Linked DNA regions of Anas platyrhynchos: region 2 is linked to region 1. Evidence: chromatin contacts called from public Hi-C data. All regions are on one chromosome and are shown on one strand. Each heading gives the region's core, a stretch centred on a gene start, on an enhancer-like site or on the middle of the called end of the contact. The rest is flanking DNA. Distances are from core to core; before and after follow the strand shown.

Region 1 (3,823 bases), core at 536-3,035:
ACCGGTGCCCGACGCTCACCCATTCGTGGCACGGCTCCATGTCCCCTCTGCTGTCCCCTGGCCACCTGAAGCCCTGCCACCGCTTGGCTTCGGTGAGGAGCTGGGGGGGGGGCAGAAGACCCCCCTGTGTCCCCCAGCTTTTTTTCCTTTGGGCTGCCCCCCCTGCAGCAGCCCCGCAGCGCTCTCCAGATGCTCTGCGCAGGAGGGAACCGGGGGGTCCCCAGGGAGGGGAACGGGGCTGGATGGGGTGGGGGGAGGCACTCGCTGCAGCCCGGCCCCCCCCACCCGGCCGCTCCCCGGTGCGGCCCCCGGGGTGCGGGGACACGGAGCTGGTGGCCGGGGCGATGCTGCCCTCTGGTGCTGCGGGATGGGATGGGATGGGAATATGGGATGGGATGGGATGGGATGGGGATGGGGATGGGGATGGGGATGGGATGGGATGGGATGGGATGGGGGTGGGGATATGGGATGGGATGGGATGGGATGGGATGGGATGGGATGGGATGGGATTGGGATGGGGATATGGGATGGGATGGGGATGGGATGGGGATGGGGATGGGATGGGATGGGATGGGATGGGGATGGGGATGGGATGGGGATGGGGATGGGGATGGGATGGGATGGGAATATGGGATGGGATGGGATGGGATGGGATGGGATGGGATGGGGGTGGGGATATGGGATGGGATGGGATGGGATGGGATGGGATGGGATGGGATTGGGATGGGGATATGGGATGGGATGGGGATGGGATGGGGATGGGGATGGGATGGGATGGGATGGGATGGGGATGGGGATGGGATGGGGATGGGGATGGGGATGGGATGGGATGGGAATATGGGATGGGATGGGATGGGATGGGATGGGATGGGATGGGATGGGGATATGGGATGGGATGGGATGGGATGGGATGGGATGGGATGGGATGGGATGGGATGGGATGGGGATGGGGATATGGGGTGGGATGGGATGGGATGGGATGGGATGGGATGGGATGGGATGGGATGGGGATGGGGATGGGGATGGGGATGGGATGGGTATGGGGATGGGGATATGGGATGGGATGGGATGGGATGGGGGTGGGGATATGGGATGGGATGGGATGGGGATGGGATGGGATGGGATGGGGATGGGGATGGGATGGGATGGGATGGGATGGGGGTGGGGATATGGGATGGGATGGGGTTGGAGCTGTATGGGGTGAGGTGGGAATGGGGCTGGGACTGTGCTGGGCTGGTGCTGGCCCCAGCCTTGCCGCTGCCCCCCCCCCCTCGCAGCCCGCCCTGGCCCCCGCCCAGCGCCCGCCGCCAGCCCAGATGGCCCCGCACCTGCCCCGGAACGCGGCCGCGGGGGCCCGGCGGGGCTGGGGGCGAGCAGAGCCCCCCCGGGAGGGGGGAGATTGAGAGCAGGAGGGGGGCGACGATGCCGGGCGGGGGCCGGGGCCGTGCTGCCGGGGGGGGGGGAGCAGCGGGCCCGGGGCTCTCCGCCCGCCCCGTCGCGGCATCCCCGGGGCGCACCCGGCGGCAGCTGCCGCATTCCCAGCGCCCTGCCCGGGGCGAGGGGGGGCGCAGCCCCCATCCACAAAGTGCCGTGCAAAGGAGGAGGGGGGGGGACACGCAGCACCCCCGGGGACCCCTTCGTGGACCCCCCCCAGCCTTTCGGACCCCCTTCTCCCCGGTCTCCCCGTGCGCACCGCCAGCCCCGTCGGGCCCCCTGCGCGCAGCCGGGCGGCATCGGGCCGGGCCGGGGGGCGGCGGGGGGGGGCTGTGGGGCCAGCTGCCCTGCCGGGGGGGGCCCGGGCCGCTCGGCAGCACATGTGCTGTCACTCAGCCAGCCCCGCGGTTATTTTAGCTCGGGGCCGGCGAGCGGCTCGGACTGCGCCCGCTCGGCCATGGGGCCCCCGCTCCTGCTCGCCTGCCTGCTCGCCCCCCTCTGCGCCAGGGTAAGGGATGGGGGGGGGCTGAAACTTACCCCCACCCCCCTAAAAAATGGGTTGGTGGGGGTGGGGGGTGGCTGGGATGGGGCCCAGGCCCTGCGGACGCACGTCTCCGGGGGTGTCGGGGATGGAGAGGGGGGATTTGGGGATGGAGAGGGGGGATTTGGGGATGGGGAGGGGGGTGTCGGGGATGGGGACGGGGGTGTCGCAGGCTCTGCGCCCCTCCTGGGCCATTTCCCACCCCACAGATGGTGGCGGTGGCCGGGGCAGGGGGGGGGGCCTCCGGCACATTGCCTGGGCTGGAAAGCGGCGAGAGGGGTATGGGGGGGGCTGGTGCTCAGAAACACGCTGCTCCCCTCACCACCCCTAGCAGCACTGCCGGATTTCCCCCCCCCCAGCCCCCTCCCACCCCACTGTTCGCACACAGCCCCCCCCGTGCCCCTCACCGCGGCCTCAGGCCTGAGCCATGTGGGGCTGTCGGGGTCTGGCCTGGGCCCCATAGCTCTGGGGGGGGGGGAAGGAAGGCAAGCGGACCCACAGGGACCCCCCTCACCCCCCCCCCATTATCCAACCACCCCCTCCCTGCCCTCCCCGAGCTCCAGCAGCCTCCCAGATAAACGGGAAGGGGGGGGGGGGTCTCCCCACATGCCCCCAGCCCAGCCCTGGCTGCAGCCCCCCAGCTCCGTGCCCCCCACCCCAGCCCGGACCCCCCCATGCGGTGACGGTGATATGGGTTGGGGCCGTGCCAGGCATTTCTGCCCCCTTCTTGGGGTGCCCATCACCACGATGGGGGGGGGGCCACCACGAAGCCCCCGTGTCCCACTCGGCAGCACGGTGTCCCCTCCCCCCTCAGGGTGCCAGCACGGCCCCAGGCAGCCCCCCCGGCTGGCGGCAGCACGAGGGCCCCCGGCGGGTGAAGAGGGCCTGGGTGATCCCCCCCATCAGCGTCTCGGAGAACCACAAGCGCATCCCACACCTCCTGGTGCAGGTAGGCGGGGAAAAAAATGGGGGGGGGACACTATGGGGGGCAGCACAGGGCCCCCCCAGTGAGGAGATCCCCATGTAGCACGGAGGGGATGGAGCCCCAATTCCCCTGGGTGCAGGGACCCCCCCACCCCAAGCACCCTGCCCTGGGGGTGAGGCACCCCCCCCACCACGACCCCAGGGGTCCGGGGGGCAGCCCCCAGCCCCCCAGCCCCAGCCCTGCTTTCCTCTGGGCAGATCAAGTCGGACAAGCAGCAGCCGGGGGGGGTGATCTACAGCATCAAGGGGCCGGGGGTGGACGAGGAGCCCTTGGGCATCTTCTCCATCGACAAGTTCAGCGGCAAGGTCTTCCTCAACGCCATGCTGGACCGGGAGGAGAACGACCGATTTCGGGTAAGGATATGACCCGGCTGTGCGTACCCGTGGCCCCCAGCCCCCCCCCTTCACCCTCACCCACCTGCTTCGTGCCCCCAGCTGAAGGCTTTTGCCCTGGACCTGGGCGGCGTGACACTGGAGGACCCCACGGACCTGGAGATCATCGTGGTGGACCAGAACGACAACCGGCCGCTCTTCCGCCAGGACGTCTTCACGGGGCGCGTGGTGGAGGGCGCCGAGCCAGGTGGGACCCCGCGGCCACCCGGGGTGGGGGGGGGACACGAGCCGGCCCCCGTGCCAGCACCCACCGGGGGTGCTCTGGTGGCCGCAGGGACCTGCGTGATGACGGTGGAGGCCACCGATGCCGATGACCCCGAGACGGACAACGCGGCGCTGCGGTTCTCCATCCTGGAGCAGGGCGCGGGCGGCATGTTCAGCATCAACGCCACCACGGGAGAGATCTGCACCGCACGGCCCGGCCTCGACCGAGAGGTAGGGGGCACGGGGGGGGCATTAAGGGGGGCACCG
Region 2 (3,823 bases), core at 940-3,439, 160 kb before region 1:
GCAGCGTGGAGCTCCTGCTGCTGTTAGTTACCAGCCGTAGCGGGTTATGGGGCCTAGGGCTCTGCGATCCCAAAAGGGGTGCGGTGTTATGGGGTGAGCGCCCGGCCCCGAAGCCATGCAGTGAAGGCATTTACCCAGAGCACTTACTGGAAGAGGGGGAGCTCGATGGTCATGCCCTTGAATTCAAGCCAAAGAAAGCAATTTAGCACCGACTCTTATCCCACATCCTGCACCCCCCCCCAAAAAAAAAAACCCACAGCACGGCTCACCGACACCAACCCCGGGTGCGTGGCGTGGAGACAAAGCCCTGGGGAGCTCCCAAAATTTGTGCCATGCCCCTGGGCTCAGCACCCATCGGGGCTGGCCGGGGTATCCTCCGCCAGCCTCATCGCCCCCTCTACTCACAGCCCGCACCACAGCCTGGAAAACCCTTTTTCCCCCCTGGGTGTTACCTCGCCATACTCCAGGGTGTACGAGACGGACTCGGTCGGCCCGGGAAGCTTCCCCTTCTTTCGGATGGGCACGAAGCCCACCCCCAGCCTCTGAGCCAGAGGGGGGCCTATGAGGAAGCCGCGGGAGTCCAGACCTGGGGGGCAGAGCAGGAAGAATTCAGCAGAGCCAACACCTGAAAGCCACCGTGCGACACCGGGAGCACTTTGTCCCCATGGGGTTTGAGACGTGCACCATGGCACCGTGCTCACCCAGACGGGCTGCTGGGGAGCTGTGGGGCACGGCAGTGACACCCCCAGCAGCTCAGCAGCCCTTTTTGCCTCCCTCCCAGCTCTTTAGAGCAGCAAAGCTCAGCTCAGCCCCGCTATCAGTCCGGCCACGCACCCAGGGACTTTGCACCTCCAGGGGCAGAGCCTGGTTATCAGGAGCCACTTGGCCAGGTTTGGTTGAGGCTCCCCGAGCCCTGGGCTATCGCCCAGCCCAAGCAGCACCTTCCGGAGCACTTTTCATTCTCAGTCTCCTTAAAACGCGTGCTGCAGCGGGTTATCGCCACAAAGCCTGTTTCAGTTGGCTCGATAAAACCCTCCGAGAAGGAAAACATGATGGAAACAGGGGCCCCGTGCCCTGGGGACTGTGTGAGACCTTCCAGGCATGGCACACCGGGTTTCGGCGCTCAGTGAATGCCTCTTTGCTTATTGAGGGAAGAAATGAATTACAAAACTGGCACTGAAGCACCATCAGATGACGTCTGCCACATCCCAAACCAGTATTTCAGGAAACCACGGTACTGGGGCAAGGGTAGAGCCCCTGCTGGTGTTACCTACGCTACAGGCTGTAATTCGGATGACACCCAAGGGCTCCGATATCTCCTGGCCCCTCGGGGAGGTGTCTCCCCACACCCACCACCCGGGCAGCACCGTGCTCTGCCCCGGGGAACACCCACCTGCAATAAAGTCGATGGGGGGCAAAGACGTCCTCAGGTGATCTTCCAGCAGATCAATCAGAGCCCTGAAGGCCACGGGATCCTTCAGCAAGGGGCTGATGTCTCTGCAAAGACAGGAAGGGCGCTTAGCCAGCACCCAGAGGTGCACGTGGCGGAGCTGCTGCACCCAGGGGAAGCGTGCCCAGCAGACACGGGGGAAGAGACAGGTAGCGGGGCTGCTGCAGAGGCATCTGTGGTTTCCTGGGGAGGGACCAAAACCCCAGCCACGAAGCAAGCCCAGACCTGCCATGCTGCTGAATCACCCCTTAAGCAGCTCCTTGCTCCATCCCCAGCCCCCTTCCTCCCTCCCCAGCCCCTTATTCTCCATCCCCAGCCCCTTATTCTCCATCCCCAGCCCCTTTCCTCCATCCCCAGCCCCTTATTCTCCCTCCCCAGCTCTATTACTCCATCCCCAGGCCCTTTCCTCCATCCCCTTTTCTCCACCCCCTAGCTCTCCTGCTCCATCCCCAACCCTACTCTTCCATTCCCAGGCCCCCTGTTCCATCTCCAGCCCCTCTCCTCCAACCCCTGCCCCATCCCCAGCCCTTTATCCTCCCCCCCAACCCCTTTATCCTCCCCCCCAGCCCAGCCACGCACCGGAACAGCACTCCGGGCACGGGGAAATCGGGGAAGCAGCGCACCCCTGCGCGCACAGCCCTCAGCCTCTCCTCCATTGCCTCCCCAGCACTGCGCAGCCGCCGCCGATTGCAGGCGGTGCCCCCTCCCGGAGCCTTCCCCGGTGCGGCTGCGCCGCGATCGGGCCGGATTTCCCCGGAATCGGGCCGGGTTTTCCCCGGGGTCCCGGCCCCAGCGCCCCGCGGTGCGCCCCGGTGCGCCCCAGGGCGCGCAGCCCCTGCCCGCCGTGCCCAGGAGCCGGCGCGCAGAGACCCTCCCGAGGGGGTCCCGTGCCCAAAAGAGCCCCTGCAGCCCCTTCCCCCTGCCCGATTAGCACCTTTTTTTTGGGGGGGGGCTGGATTATTTTGCTTTTTCTGTCTCCCATGTTTTTTTAAAGCCTGTGGTTTGGGTTGGCAGTGGGGGAGATAAGCTTTGGTGGGGCAGGTCAGGGTGCTCCCCGCTCTCCGTGTTCCCCTGCACCCTGCGCTGCGGTTGGGAGCCCTAAAGGACGGTTCCACATCTCCTGGGGCAGCAGCTGGGGCTTGGATCTGCTCCAGACTCAGCTGGGCACAGCCCCTGCTGCAGCAAAGGTCCCGCAAAGGCCGAGCTGGGTGCCCGCTGCTGGGAGCTGCGTGGGGACAACTGGGCTCCACGTCCCTGGGACAGCCGTTAGGGCCCATCTGTGGTGTGTTTCCCATGGGGTGATGAGCCAGCAGCTGCCGTTTTGGAGTGATTTGGTGCAGACCCCACAGGTTGGGTGCTGAGGGCTGTGAGCGGGATAAGGGACACAACATCCTTCCCCTGCTCCATCTGGATCAGTGCCCCCAACACCCTGTGGGTCCCCCCAACACCCTGCGGGTCCCCCCAGCTCCCAGACAAGGTCTGGCACAGCAGGAGCACCCAACAGGAGGGGAAGGTGACCTGCTCCACACCTCATCTGCCACGGGCTCGGGCACATCTCACCATTTGTGGGGCACCCAATCCTGCCTGCCCCCCCTACACACCCCATCCCGTGCCAGCCTCCGGTTCTTTGCTCGCTGCAGCTGAATCCTCCGCTGCTCTTTTTCCTTCCCACTCCATCTGTAGGTGGCTGTGGGTCTCTTTGTCCTGCTGGCACGGGACACCTGCGTAAGGGATGGCTGCTGAGGAGCCCTCTGAAGGTCGGAGCAGTTCCCTCTCGCCAGGCTCTCTTGCCAGAGCCAGCCCACACAGGTCAGCGTGCCTCCTTTCCCAACCATTCCCTCCCGAAGTAAGATTTTCCCTGAAGTCAGATTATCTCTTTGGCACCAGAAGAATCCCGACAGCTGTTCCAGAGAAGCAGCCACAGATGAGGCACGCGGCCGTCCACTGGAACGGGGGCTTCGCCGCGGCCGTGCTCCCACGGACCTGGACGGGATTTTCTTGTGAGCTTCCCAAACACAACACCGGACAGCGAGCTAGGCCAGCAGCTCCTCGTCTTCCTGGCGGCTGGAAGCGATGGAATTACTCTGCCTACCCATGGAAACGAGCAAGGAGATGGGACAGGGCCCTTCTGCAGCCTCCCGGAGCACCAAGCCAGGCAGCCCTGCCTTCTGCTCGCACCCCTGGAGGAGCTGGGGGCTTCATCACGTGTTTGTTTTTTTTTCTGAGATGCAACTGAATTCATTTTTGTCACCCTCCTAGGCAGCCACCACCGTTATTAGCAGCCACCACCAGGTTTTCTAAGCGAGGTTCCCGGGCTCTGTGCTTCCTGACCCCACCAAACCAGCAGCTCTCACCAGCACGGGCTGCCGAGGG

Evidence for each region. A called contact is a pair of places that touch in the nucleus more often than the background predicts.
Region 2: a contact with region 1 is called in a Hi-C map of skeletal muscle, with 3 times the contacts expected there. The contact joins the promoter of APRT here to the promoter of CDH15 in region 1. A contact is called at or near these places in 4 of 8 Hi-C or Micro-C datasets (liver, skeletal muscle and subcutaneous adipose tissue).

Annotation. Positions count from the first base shown.
Region 1 is chr12:1,609,992-1,613,814 of IASCAAS_PekinDuck_T2T, reverse strand. It overlaps CDH15 (cadherin 15), which reads left to right and starts at 1,785. Exons shown (of 14, transcript XM_072043801.1): 1 at 1,785-1,942; 2 at 2,790-2,924; 3 at 3,158-3,313; 4 at 3,395-3,539; 5 at 3,627-3,787. The coding sequence starts at 1,892.
Region 2 is chr12:1,774,682-1,778,504 of IASCAAS_PekinDuck_T2T, reverse strand. APRT (adenine phosphoribosyltransferase) reads right to left here and starts at 2,189. Exons shown (of 5, transcript XM_027465727.3): 1 at 2,030-2,189; 2 at 1,394-1,497; 3 at 453-586. The coding sequence starts at 2,106.